Regions from separate parts of the Pan troglodytes genome. Here regions 1 and 2 are each linked to region 3. Evidence: chromatin contacts called from public HiChIP or PLAC-seq data. All regions are on one chromosome and are shown on one strand. The core of a region is the stretch at or near the end of the contact, and the rest is flanking DNA. Distances in the headings are between cores, read along the strand shown. Region 1 holds the start of GGCX (gamma-glutamyl carboxylase). Region 2 holds the start of C2AH2orf68 (chromosome 2A C2orf68 homolog). Region 3 holds the start of CAPG (capping actin protein, gelsolin like).

What was found. HiChIP or PLAC-seq counts read pairs in DNA pulled down with a chosen protein or histone mark.
Region 1: a contact with region 3 is called in an H3K4me3 HiChIP or PLAC-seq map of stem cell-derived excitatory neurons, with 11 times the contacts expected there. The contact joins the promoter of GGCX here to the promoter of CAPG in region 3. A contact is called at or near these places in 4 of 7 Hi-C or Micro-C datasets (blood, induced pluripotent stem cells, a lymphoblastoid cell line and 1 more), 1 of 1 datasets of contacts at active chromatin or transcription factors (stem cell-derived excitatory neurons) and 1 of 1 other capture datasets (stem cell-derived neural stem cells).
Region 2: an H3K4me3 HiChIP or PLAC-seq map of stem cell-derived excitatory neurons shows a contact between it and region 3, with 4 times the contacts expected there. The contact joins the promoter of C2AH2orf68 here to the promoter of CAPG in region 3. A contact is called at or near these places in 1 of 7 Hi-C or Micro-C datasets (stem cell-derived neural progenitor cells) and 1 of 1 datasets of contacts at active chromatin or transcription factors (stem cell-derived excitatory neurons).

The regions. Positions count from the first base shown.
Region 1 is chr12:37,189,673-37,193,667 of NHGRI_mPanTro3-v2.0_pri, forward strand. GGCX (gamma-glutamyl carboxylase) reads left to right here and starts at 2,719. Exons shown (of 15, transcript XM_515586.8): 1 at 2,719-2,875; 2 at 3,278-3,448. The coding sequence starts at 2,833.
Region 2 is chr12:37,137,614-37,141,204 of NHGRI_mPanTro3-v2.0_pri, forward strand. It overlaps C2AH2orf68 (chromosome 2A C2orf68 homolog), which reads left to right and starts at 2,133. Exons shown (of 4, transcript XM_515590.9): 1 at 2,133-2,345; 2 at 2,442-2,560. The coding sequence starts at 2,239. All of the region lies in intron 1 of USP39 (ubiquitin specific peptidase 39), which reads right to left.
Region 3 is chr12:37,327,701-37,331,595 of NHGRI_mPanTro3-v2.0_pri, forward strand. CAPG (capping actin protein, gelsolin like) reads left to right here and starts at 1,278. Exons shown (of 10, transcript XM_054678563.2): 1 at 1,278-1,598.

The DNA of each region.
Region 1 (3,995 bases), core at 1,469-3,968, 140 kb before region 3:
CCTTTTCAGAATATCATACAGTTGGGGCCAAACGCACTGCCTCATGCCTGTAATCCCAGCACTTTGGAAGGCTGAGCAGGAGGATTGCTTGAGACCAGAAGTTTAAGACCATCTTGGGCAACATAGCAAGACCTTGACTCAAAAAAATACATATATATATGTCATATGGATGGAATCATAGTTTGTAGTCTTTCCACATTGATTTCTTTCGCTTAGCAATATGAATTTAAGGTTCCTCCATGTTTTCTAATGGCTTGATAGCTTTTTTTTTTTTTCCTTGAGATGGATCCCATTATGTTGCCCCGGCTAGTCTTAAACTCCTGAACTAAAGTGATTGTCTTGCTTCAGCCTCCAGAAAAGCTGGGAATAGCTGAGACTACAGAAACATGCCATTTTTTTTCCTTTGTAGTAGAAGTTAGAAAGCTTTTTTTTTTTTTTTTTTTTTTTTTTTGAGATGGAGTCTTGCTCTTTCACCCTGGCTGGAGTACAGTGGCGCAATCTGGGATCACTGCAACCTCTGCCTCCCGGGTTCAACCGATTCTCCTGCCTCAGCCTCCCCAGTAGGTGGGATTACAGGCACGTGTCACCACACCCGGCTAATTTTTGTATTTTTAGTAAAGACGGGGTTTCACCGTATTGGTCAAGCTGGTCTCGAACTCCTGACTTTGTGATCCACCTGCCTCAGCCTCCCAAAGTGCTGGGATTACAGGTGTGAGCCACCGTGCCCGGCCTTTTTTTTTTTTTTTTTTTTTTGAGACAGAGTCTTACTCTGTCACCCAGGCTGGAGTGCAGTGGTTCGATCTTGGATCACTGCAACCTCCACCTCCCGGGTACAAGTGATTCTCCTGTCTCAGCCTTCTGAGTAGCTGGGATTATAGACGCCCGCCACCACACCCGGCTCATTTTTTTTTTTGTATTTTTAGTAGAGACGGGGTTTTACCATGTTGGCCAGGCTGATTTCAAATTGCTGACCTCAAGTGATCCAACCGCCTCGGCCTCCCAAAGTGCTGGAATTACAGGCGTGAGCCACCGCGCCTGGCCTCAAAAAAAAAATTTTTTTTTTTCGGGACGGCGTCTTGCTCTGTCGCCCAGGCTGGAGGGCAGTGGTGCGATCTCGGCTCACTGCAAGCTCTACCTCCTGGGTTCACGCCATTCTCCTGCCTCAGCCTCTCGAGTAGCTGGGACTGCAGGCGCCTGCCACCACGCCCGGATAATTTTTTGTATTTTTAGTAGAGACGGGGTTTCACCGTGTTAGCCAGGATGGTCTCGATCTCCTGACCTCGTGATCCACTCGCCTCGTCCTCCCAAAGTGCTGGGATTACAGGCGTGAGCCACCGCGCCCGGCCAAAAAAATTTCTAATACGGCAAATATTGAAAGATATAATCCACATAAACAAAGCTTTTAGGGTCTTCTATAATTTCTAACACTGTAAATGGTTCCCAAGACCCAACTGTTTGAGAACCGCTTCTCTGGGATGCCTTCTTCTTTTCCTGCTGGCTAATCCCAGTGGAGAGATTTAGGTATTTAATTCTGTTCCAGACTCACCTCTGAGAACCTTTCCTGATGGGCCACACTCTACTCACTGCCCTTGCTCTGTATCCCCTCTTCAGTTATGTTGTTCCTGTTTCCCTGTGTGCTTTTAATTTTCTTTCTTTCTTTTCTTCCCGCCTTTTCTTTCCTTTCTCTTTCTTTTTCGTTGTTTTTTTGTTTGTTTGTTTGTTTTTTGAGACGGAGTCTCACTCTGTCGCCCAGGCTGGAGTGCAGTAGCGCGATCTTGGCTCACTGCAACCTCCGCCTCCTAGGTTCAAGCGATTCTCCTGCCTCAGCCTCCCGAGTAGCTGGGATTACAGGCGCACGCCACCATGCCCGGATTATTTTTGTATTTTTAGTACAGACGGGGTTTCACCATGTTGGCCAGGCTGGTCTTTAACTCCTGACTTCAAGTGATCCGCCCGCCTTGGCCTCTCAAAGTGCTGGGATTACAGGCTTGCTGCCGCACCCGGCTTGTTTTTTTTTTTTTTTTTTGAGACGGGGTCTCACTCTGTCCCCCAGGCTGAAGTGCAGTGGTGCGATCACAGCTCCCTGCAGCCTCGAACTCCTGGGCTCAAGCGAACCTTCCACCTCAGCCTCCCGAGTAGCTGAAACCACAGGAGCGCGCCACGACACACAGCTAACTTTTTTTTTTAGTGTTTTTTCTTTTTTTGTTGTTGCCTTTTTTTTTTTTCTTTATCGATCCTCCCGCATTGGCCTTCCAAACTGTTGGGATTACAAGCGAGAGCAGTGCCCGGCCCCTACTGCTTTGAAACCTCGGTTCTTTGCAGGTCCTGGAAAAGAAAGTGAAGGGGTCGTGCAATAGCTCAAAACCCAGGCAACATTTCCAGGCGCGTCCTCAACTCGGCGTCACTCTGACAAAAAGTTTGCCCTTTGCGCCCGATCCCTCACACCAGAGAGCACCGCAGGGACGCAGGGACGGAGAGGACTAATGGGGTCGGGGAGGACCCAAGGAAGTTGGGGAACTCAGACTCTTTTCAGTGTTTAAAAAGCAGAGGCCCCCTCGGAAGGCATAACAGGCGAGTCTAACAGTGCCCCTGGAGATCAACGGCACTAAGGGGTACCTTTGCCCCGCTCCAAGGCTCCTTGTTCCGCCCCCTGCCGCCAAGCAAGGAATCCGGCGCCGCCGGTCGGGGGTAGTATTTACGACAGTGCTGGCGCTTTGCGGCCGGCCGCACAGCTGCTGACGCGTCGGGAGGCGGAGCCTAGGGAAGCAAATTCTCCTGGCGGCCTCCGTTCAGACGCGGCTGCTGTGACCCACCTGCCTCCTCCGCAGAGCAATGGCGGTGTCTGCCGGGTCCGCGCGGACCTCGCCCAGCTCAGGTAGGCTTAGGACCCCGCCCTCAGGCGGAGAGTTCCTAGGAGCGCTGGTCTCAGAGGGGCGGGGGCGGGAGGACGCCCAGTGTCTCCCGGTGAGGCGGTCGGGGGGGGTCCTCTGTGGGGAAGGGGGCGTGCTGTGAGACATTTGCAGCCTGCGGCTTCTGAATGATGATGACATTCGGGAACACTGCGGTTAGGGGACTGTAGTCTGAGGGGTTCGGGGACATTAGGGGATCGTGGAGAAGGGGCTGCACTGCAGGGATGTTTCCTATAGTCAGATCATTGAGGCAACCTCATTGAGCCAACCCGGGTGGGCGGAAGCTCTGAGCTGTTGGTGCTGTGATTTCTTTGATTTGAGGTGGAGTCCACCCCCGCACACACACTTTCTCCATTTATTGATTGCAGATAAAGTACAGAAAGACAAGGCTGAACTGATCTCAGGGCCCAGGCAGGACAGCCGAATAGGGAAACTCTTGGGTTTTGAGTGGACAGATTTGTCCAGCTGGCGGAGGCTGGTGACCCTGCTGAATCGACCAACGGACCCTGCAAGCCTAGCTGTCTTTCGTTTTCTTTTTGGTGAGTCCAGTTTACGGGTGGGAGCAATTTGGTTGAGAGTGGAGAATGACAATCTCTATTTTTTGGTTGCAAGTAGACTTAGCTCCCTTTTCCTCAGAGCTGAAGACATTGGTATAAAAGAAGAGGTCTTTGCGAAGTTTAGGATTAAACCTGCTTTGTCTCCTACAGTTAGGATTTACTTGGTGGCCAGAAATGCTTTTTTTTTTTTCCTTGGACGGACTTTCGCTCTTGTTGCCCAAGCTGGAGTGCAATGGCGCTATCTTGGCTCACTGTAACCTCCGCCACCTGGGTTCAAGCGATTCTCCTGCCTCGGTCTCCCGAGTAGCTGGGATTACAGGCGCCCACCACCACACCCGGCTAATTTTTTATTTTTTTTTGTATGTGTGTTTTTAGTAGAGACGGGTTTCACCATGTTGGCCAGGCTGGTCTCAAACTCCTGACCTCAGGTGATCCGCCTGCCTCGGCCTCCCAAAGTGCTGGGATTACAGGTGTGAGCCACCGCACCCAGCTAGAAATGCTATATGATATGTAGAGGCGAGGCAGCAGT
Region 2 (3,591 bases), core at 883-3,382, 190 kb before region 3:
AACTTGCTTTTACTTTGCACTGTGGACTCACCCTGAATTCTTTCTTGCACAAGATCCAAGAACCCTCCTTTGGGGTCTGAATACGGATCCCTTTCCTGTAACATATACACCCATGAAGCCATCACCACAATCAAGAGACGGGATCTGGGCCCAGTACGGTGGCTCACACTTATAATCCCAGCACTTTGGGAGGCCTGAGGCAGGAGGATCACTTGAGGTCAGGAGTTCAAGACTAGCCTTGGCAACATAGAGAGACCTCCGTCTCCACAAAAAAATTTTAAAATTAGCTGGGCATGGTGGCATGCTATTCAGGAGGCTGAGGCAGGAGGATCGTTTGAGCCTGAGAGGTGGAGGCTGCAGTGAGCAGTGATTGCACCACTACAATCCAACCTATGCAACAGTGAGATCCTGCCTCAAAAAAATAAAAAAATAAAAAAAAATTTAAAGAATCTACCCAGCCCCAAAGATATCCTCTTCCTCCCAGAGAACCCCCACAAAAATCAACTGATCTCTCAGTCACTATAGATTAGTTTGCACTTCCTAGAGTCTCATATAAATGGAATCATACAGAGTCCCTGGCCTCTTTCACTGGGCATATTTACTTTATGATCCATCCATGTTGTTGAGCTACAGATCTTCCTTTGGATTGCTCAGTAATATTCCATCGTGTGGCTGGACCACCATTGGTCCCTGTTTTTTGTTTTTGTTTTTTGTTTTTTGAGATGGAGGTTGGACTGCAGTGGCTCGATCTCGGCTGACTGCAACCTCCGCCTCCCGGGTTCAAGCGATTCTCCTGCCTCAGCCTCCCAAGTAGCTGGGATTACAAGCACCGGCCATCAAGCCCAGCTAATTTTTTGTATTTTTTTTTTAGTAGAGACGGGGTTTCACCATTTTGGCCAGGCTAGTCTCGAACTCCTGACCTCTTGATCTGCCCGCCTGGGCCTCCCAAAGTGCTGGGATTACAGGCGTGAGCCACCACGCCCGGCTCTTTCTTTCTTTTTTAATGTATTTTTTTCTTGTAGAGACGATGTCTCACTGTGTCGCCCAGGCTGGTCTCAAATTCCTCCCTCCAGCGATACTCCCACTTCGGCATCCCAAAGTTTTGGAATTACAGACATGAGCCACTGCATCCAGCCGTTTGTCCCTGTCCTAATCATGAATTCCTGATTTTGACTTTTGTAAAAGGACTTGAGAATTTTACACGCTGTGACGTGAACCCAGTGGTCAGAAAAAATAGAAAAAAAAAAAAAGGACCGGGCACGGTGGCTCATGCCTGCAATCCCAACACTTTGGGAGGCCGAGGCAGGCGGATCACCTGAGGTCAGGAGTTCGAGACCAGCCTGGCCAACGTGGTGAAACCTCATCTCTACGAAAAATACAAAACTTAGCCGGGCGTGGTGGCACGCGCATGTAGTCCCAGCTACTCGGGAGGCTGAGGCAGGAGAATCGCTTGAACCCGGGAGGCGGAGGTTGCAGTGAGCCGAAATCACGCCAATGCACTCCAGCCTGAGCGACAGAGTGAGACTCCTTCTCAAAAAGAAAAAAAAAGGAAAAATAAATAAAAAAGAAAATAATACACCCGTAGGTCCCTCAAAAACCCTGGGTCCTCCCGCGGGGACAGTTAAGCCATCGGCGCCGTGAGCAGGAGGCAAGCCGGGCCAGGAGGCCAGGAGAGCCTTCGCGGAGCCTGCGGCCTGGGCGCCGCTGTGTGCCCTGCCTGAGCACTTCAAGGCCTCACAATCCATTTGAGGTAGGTGCTCTAGGTGTTCCCATTTACTAATGAGGAAACTGAGGAGTGGCAGGGTTACACGGTCAGCCAAAGTCACGCAGATGGCGATGGATTGCACAGCATCCTATTACCAGAAAAAAGATGGGAAGGCACCGCCGTAAGCATCGAGTTGTGTTATAGATGATTTGCATTTTTCTGAATGTTCTGGTATCAGCTGTAAGCCGAAGTCCTTGTTTCCTATTGATATGTTACGAAAAAACAAACAAAAAAAAACAAAACCAAAAGCCCTCTGTCCGGGGGGTGGAAGTCAAGCATACCCTACTCCACCCGACCCGACCAGACCCGAAAACTCCGTGCGCTGCATCGCTTGGCCAGGCAGGGGGGGCCTCCCAGACCGGAAGTTAGGATGCGGGGCCGGAAGCTGAGCGAGGGGCGGCGCGGACCTCTGTGGGCGGGTGGCTGTTGTTGGGGCCGTCGAGGCGGCGGCGACTCTGCGTCCACGGCTCCTGATGGAGGCGGGGCCGCATCCCCGGCCGGGGCACTGCTGCAAGCCTGGGGGGCGGCTGGACATGAACCACGGCTTCGTGCACCATATCCGACGGAACCAGATCGCTCGGTACCGCCCCGCCCTGCGCCGCCGCCGCCACCACTCCTGGCCTGGCCTGGCCTGGCCCGGCCCGACAGTCCCTGACTCCCGCTCGGCTCCCCGCAGGGACGACTATGACAAGAAGGTGAAGCAGGCGGCCAAGGAGAAGGTGAGGAGGCGGCACACGCCCGCGCCGATGCGGCCCCGCAAGCCAGACCTGCAGGTGTACCTGCCGCGACACCGAGGTGAGGCCGCCCGCCCCGCCTGCCTCCAGCCCGCGCGCTCTTCCTGCAACGCACTCCCCTTCTCTATAGGGAAAAACCACTTCTTACTCCTAAGGTTCAGCTCATCTCGTCTCTTTCCGGAACCTCCACCTCAACGCTCCCAAATCTCCGCTGAATGATTCTCCCCAAGAACTGGGACGACTCATAAGCCCCCAGTTAAGCATCGCTGTCAGAGTATCGGGGAGCCAGCAAGAAGTTTATCTGCCGGTTTGCCCCACCGTGCTGTATTTTAGTAAGGTCCTCCGCTACCTAGCAAAGAGAAAGTCTGGCACAGCGATGAGCGACCAGCATATAATTGCGGAATGAACCCAGTAAATGGCCTTTCCCCAGCTTCCCCGCTACCTAGAGATCACACTGGTTAACATATGACGGTCAATTTTTGTTAAGCATTATTACTTTTTTAAAAATGTTTTTATTTTATTTTTGAGACTAGGTCTCTGTCGCCCAGGCTGGAATGCAATGGTGCGATCTGGGCTTACTGCAGCCTTAGCCTCCCGGGTACCTGGGACCACAGGCGTGTGCCACCACACCGGTTAATTTTGGTATTTCTTGTAGAGAAGGGGTTTCCCCGGCTGGGCGCGGTGGCTCACGCCTGTAATCCCAGCACTTTGGGAGGCCGAGGCGGGCGGATCACGAGATCAGGAGATCGAGACCATCCTGGCTAACACAGTGAAACCCCGTCTCTACTAAAAATACAAAAAATTAGCCGGGCGTGGTGGTGGGCGCCTGTAGTCCCAGCTACTCGGGAGGCTGAGGCAGGAGAATGGCGTGAACCCGGGAGGCGGAGCTTGCAGTGAGCCGAGATCGCGCCACTGCACTCCAGCCTGGGCAACAGAGCAAGACTCCGTCTCAAAAAAAAAAAAAAAAAAAAGAGAGAGAAGGGGTTTCTCCACGTTGTCCAGGCTGATCTCGAACTCCTGAGCTCAGGTGATCTGCCCGCATCGGCCTCCCAAAGTGCTGGGATTATAGGTGTGTGCCACTACCTTTGTTAG
Region 3 (3,895 bases), core at 28-2,527:
GAGGGCCCTGAGATCACCCTCCCTCCCTTTTACCAACAGAAAAGCCGAGGCCAGAGAAGAATGGATGCTGGCCAAGGCCATATGATGTACACAGAGCCAAAGCCACAGTCCCCTCACCCCGTCCCGGGCCAGTGTGGGGACCTAAGCAGTCGTTCCACGTGAGAGGGCGACCCCTGCTGGTGAGGAGGGGCATGGCAGCCTGTCGCTCATTTCCTGGGCCCGGAGGCTGACGGTGGAAGGGGCGTGGCCTGGAGGACCACCGACCCAGGCTTTAGTTATCAGGAAGGTAAATGAAGGCAAGGCCCGCAGAGCGAAAGAACGTGGGAAGTTAGGACAAGTTTTGCTGGGCTTTGCCCTTCCTTAGCCACATTCCCTGTAATGACCTAACAACACTGCTCTGTGACTTTAACTGCACCCTGCTGATTGCTGGTTGGATCTTCAGGGAGCAGGAATGGGCATTAAACAGCTTTTGGCATACTGCATGTCCCAAGGGTCATTACTGACTTGAAGGTCTGGTGCTAAGCCCTGGAATGCAGAAGCTCACATTCTGATAATATGATTTCTAATAATAAGAGAATGGGCTCAGTCCAGGCATAGTGGCTCATGCCTGTAATCCCAGCACTTTGGGAGGCCAAGGTGGGCTGATCACCTGAGGTCAGGAGTTCAAGACCAGCCTGGCCAACATGGTGAAACCCCGTCTCTACTAAAAATACGAAAATTAGCCAGGCGTGGTAGTGTGCACCTGTAATCCCATAATCCCAGCTACTGAGGCTGAGGCAGGCTGAGGCAGGAGAACCGCTTAAGCCCGGGAGGCAGAGGTTGCAGTGGACGGAGATTGCGCCACTGCACTCCAGCCTGGGAGACAGAGCGAGACTCCGTCTCAGGAAACAAACAAACAAACAAACAAAAAAAACAGAACGGGCTCTTATTAAAGAGTCCAGGGACTGAGTCAATAGCTGTCTCCAAGTTTCTATGGTACCTATCTCTCCTCTCTAGGGGCAAAAGGGCTACTCAACAAAAGACTGATTGTTTTAACAGAAACACTCAGAAAACCAAACCTTTGAGAACTTCCCAGGCAGAAATAGGCATGCTTAGAGACCACGCGACCAGTTAATATGAACCCCACATCTGCTATCAAGAGAATCTGGGCAATCTACTTTGAATATCCCTTTTGGAGCGGTTTCTAGGTGTTTAGAGATCAAATGAAATATTTCTAGGAAGTAGCTCACCTCGAACTAACCACACAAGAATGAAATCTCACTGACTTACAAGGTCATGGCTAAACCTTCATTGACTAGGTATTTTCCTCCTTCCTTGATGATCCAGGATGTAGCAGTATATGCCCAGATCAGGAAGTGTAAAAGCTGAAAATGGAGTTGGAGACAGAAAGTCCAATGTGTTGCTGGCCACTGTGGTGTCACTGCTCCCGATACAGGTGTAACCTGAGTCTCCCGCTTGGGAGCCAGAAATCAGCTGAGAAGAGGCCTCTGGAAAGAGGCTGTCCTGGCCCAGAAGGGTGGATGAAGTAGGGCCTCAGCACAGCTCATCCTACCGAGCAGGCCGGACCCTGAGTTCCTGGCTTGCACTGAAGGGTCTGGGTAAGTCCCTTCTGTAGCGCCTCAGAAGCTCCTTGGGCAACCTGGGAAGTTAGGACAAGAGTTCTGACATTTGACCCTGAGGTGTGAGGAGAGTGCTTTGAGAGAGAGGATGCTGAATGCGAGTGCCCTGGTTATTACCTCCTGGCAGCCTCCTAACCTCACCTTGACTCTGCCATGTAAAATTGATGCCTGGGCGCAGGGCGCCGACGATGGTCAGATACCGCGGCCTGAACACCCTGGGACCTACATCCCTGACTTGGAGGACCCAGGCCTTCCCTGGGCTTCACCATGAGTCCTGCAGGCCACACAGGGACCCTAACAGACCTAGTCCAGTCTCAGGGTCTGGGCTGCTCCTCCTTCCAGGAATGGGAGTTTGCTCTAGGCGATGGAGGAAGGGTTCAGGAGGCCACTCTGCGTGCTTAGCAGGCTGTGGGCCCAACCCCCCACGCACCATCTTCATCTCCCACGGCCCCAACCTCGTAGGGAGGGCAGGGCGGGGCTCAGGTTCGCAGAGAAGGAGGGCTCGGACCAGCGACTCCAGGGCAGAGGGGCGCGTGCAGGGGTGGGGGGCTGGGTTTGCGAGGAGAGAAGGCCATCTCTTCCCCAGCAGGGGAGCCCCCACCTAGCCACCGGGATCCCACCCTGGCTGGCGCAATCTTTGCGTCCGGATGAGCACCCAAGGCCCCGCCCAACGGCCCGCTGCCTGCCGGGATTTGTAGTTTGTAGGGGAGGGGCCAAAACGCGCGTGTGTGTGCGTGTGTGACTGTGTGTTTGTGAGACTGTGTGTGTAAGTGTGTCCGGGGGTCTGTTGTGGTGCTCCCGTCCCCGAGGGCCCTCGGACCTGGGCTCAGCAAAGGTACCACAGGCCGCAGCTTCCGAGACCCCGCCCCGCGGCCCACTGCCTGCTGGGATTTGTAGTTCGTAGGGGTCTAGGGCCCAGGCTGGGGCCGGGTTGGGGCCTTACACGCGGCCTGGCGTGTGGCTGTCCTGCGTCCTCGTTTTTCTCGTGAGCCCTGGATCTGGACAGTGGGCCCGGCGCGAGGCCCGCAACTCCGGCTGGGCTCCCGGTGGCACTTTCTGCCGACCTTGAGATGTACCCGCCACGCCTGCGGGACTGACCGCTAGGTGGGCAAACCGAGGCACAAAGAGGGGCGCGCTCTGGCCGGAGTCGGCCCTCTTGTGAGAATTTGGGCTGGGAGACCCAGCCCAGGCCTGGCAGGCAAGGCTGGGCCAGGCGAGGGTCCTGGGCCCTTTCGGTGTAAGAGTGTGCAAAATAATGAACAGGCCTGCCCAGGACTGGCTCTGCACATTAGCGCTAGTTACCTTACAGGCTGGACTGATCAGATTTTTATTTGGCACCACTACAGAGGGGAGCCCAGGGAGGGAGGAAGTCTCTCGTGACCAAGAAAACCTATGGTCCACCCTGGCCTACAACTCTGCTTTAACGACAAAAATAAACCGAGTTTGGGAGGGGGTGAGGAGGAGGGGTGTTTTGTAAACTGTGAAGTCCAGGTTATGAGTGAGGTGTTATTATCATCAGGATCAGACCTCAAAGCACTGGAGGAAAGGTCTGGACCTTCAAAAGCCTCACCTCAAAAGGGAGGGTATGGCCGGGCGCAGTGGCTCACGCCTGTAATCCTAGCATTTTGGGAGGCTGAGGCAAGCAGATCACCTGAGGTCAGGGGTTCAAGACCAGCCTGGCCAACATGTCGAAACCCCATCTCTACTAAAAATAGAAAAAATTACCCGGGCGTGGTGGCACGTGCCTGTAATCCCAGCTACTCGGGAGGCTGAGGCAGGAGAATTGCTTGAACTCAGGAGGCGGAGTTTGCAGTGAGCCGAGATGGTGCCACTGCACTCCAGCCTGGGCAACAGAGCCAAAAAAAAAAAAAAAAAAAAAAAGAGCTGAGATAGCTGTTTGCATGTGAAAGGACTCACAGCTGGCACTAGCATGCGGTGATAGTGGGGAGGGCATGGACTCCCACTACATGGCTCCCATCTATCCTCTGCCGCTTACTAAGTGGGACCTAGAACAAGTGATTTTGACCTACTTTATCTCTCTTTATCTCTGTTTCCTCATCTGTCAAAGGAGGATAATAAGAGGATCCATGTTAGAGAGTAAATGCGAGGATTAAATGAGAAAATCATATCAAGGATAGCACCTGGCATATAGTGGCAGCACGCAATAGTGTTAGCTGTTATGGTGTTGAGTACCCAGTGTGACGCTGGCTGTACAGGGGTAAACTTGTCTTCTGGGGGACTAGTCCCCCCATCCCAGGCACCTGGTGCCCTCCCCA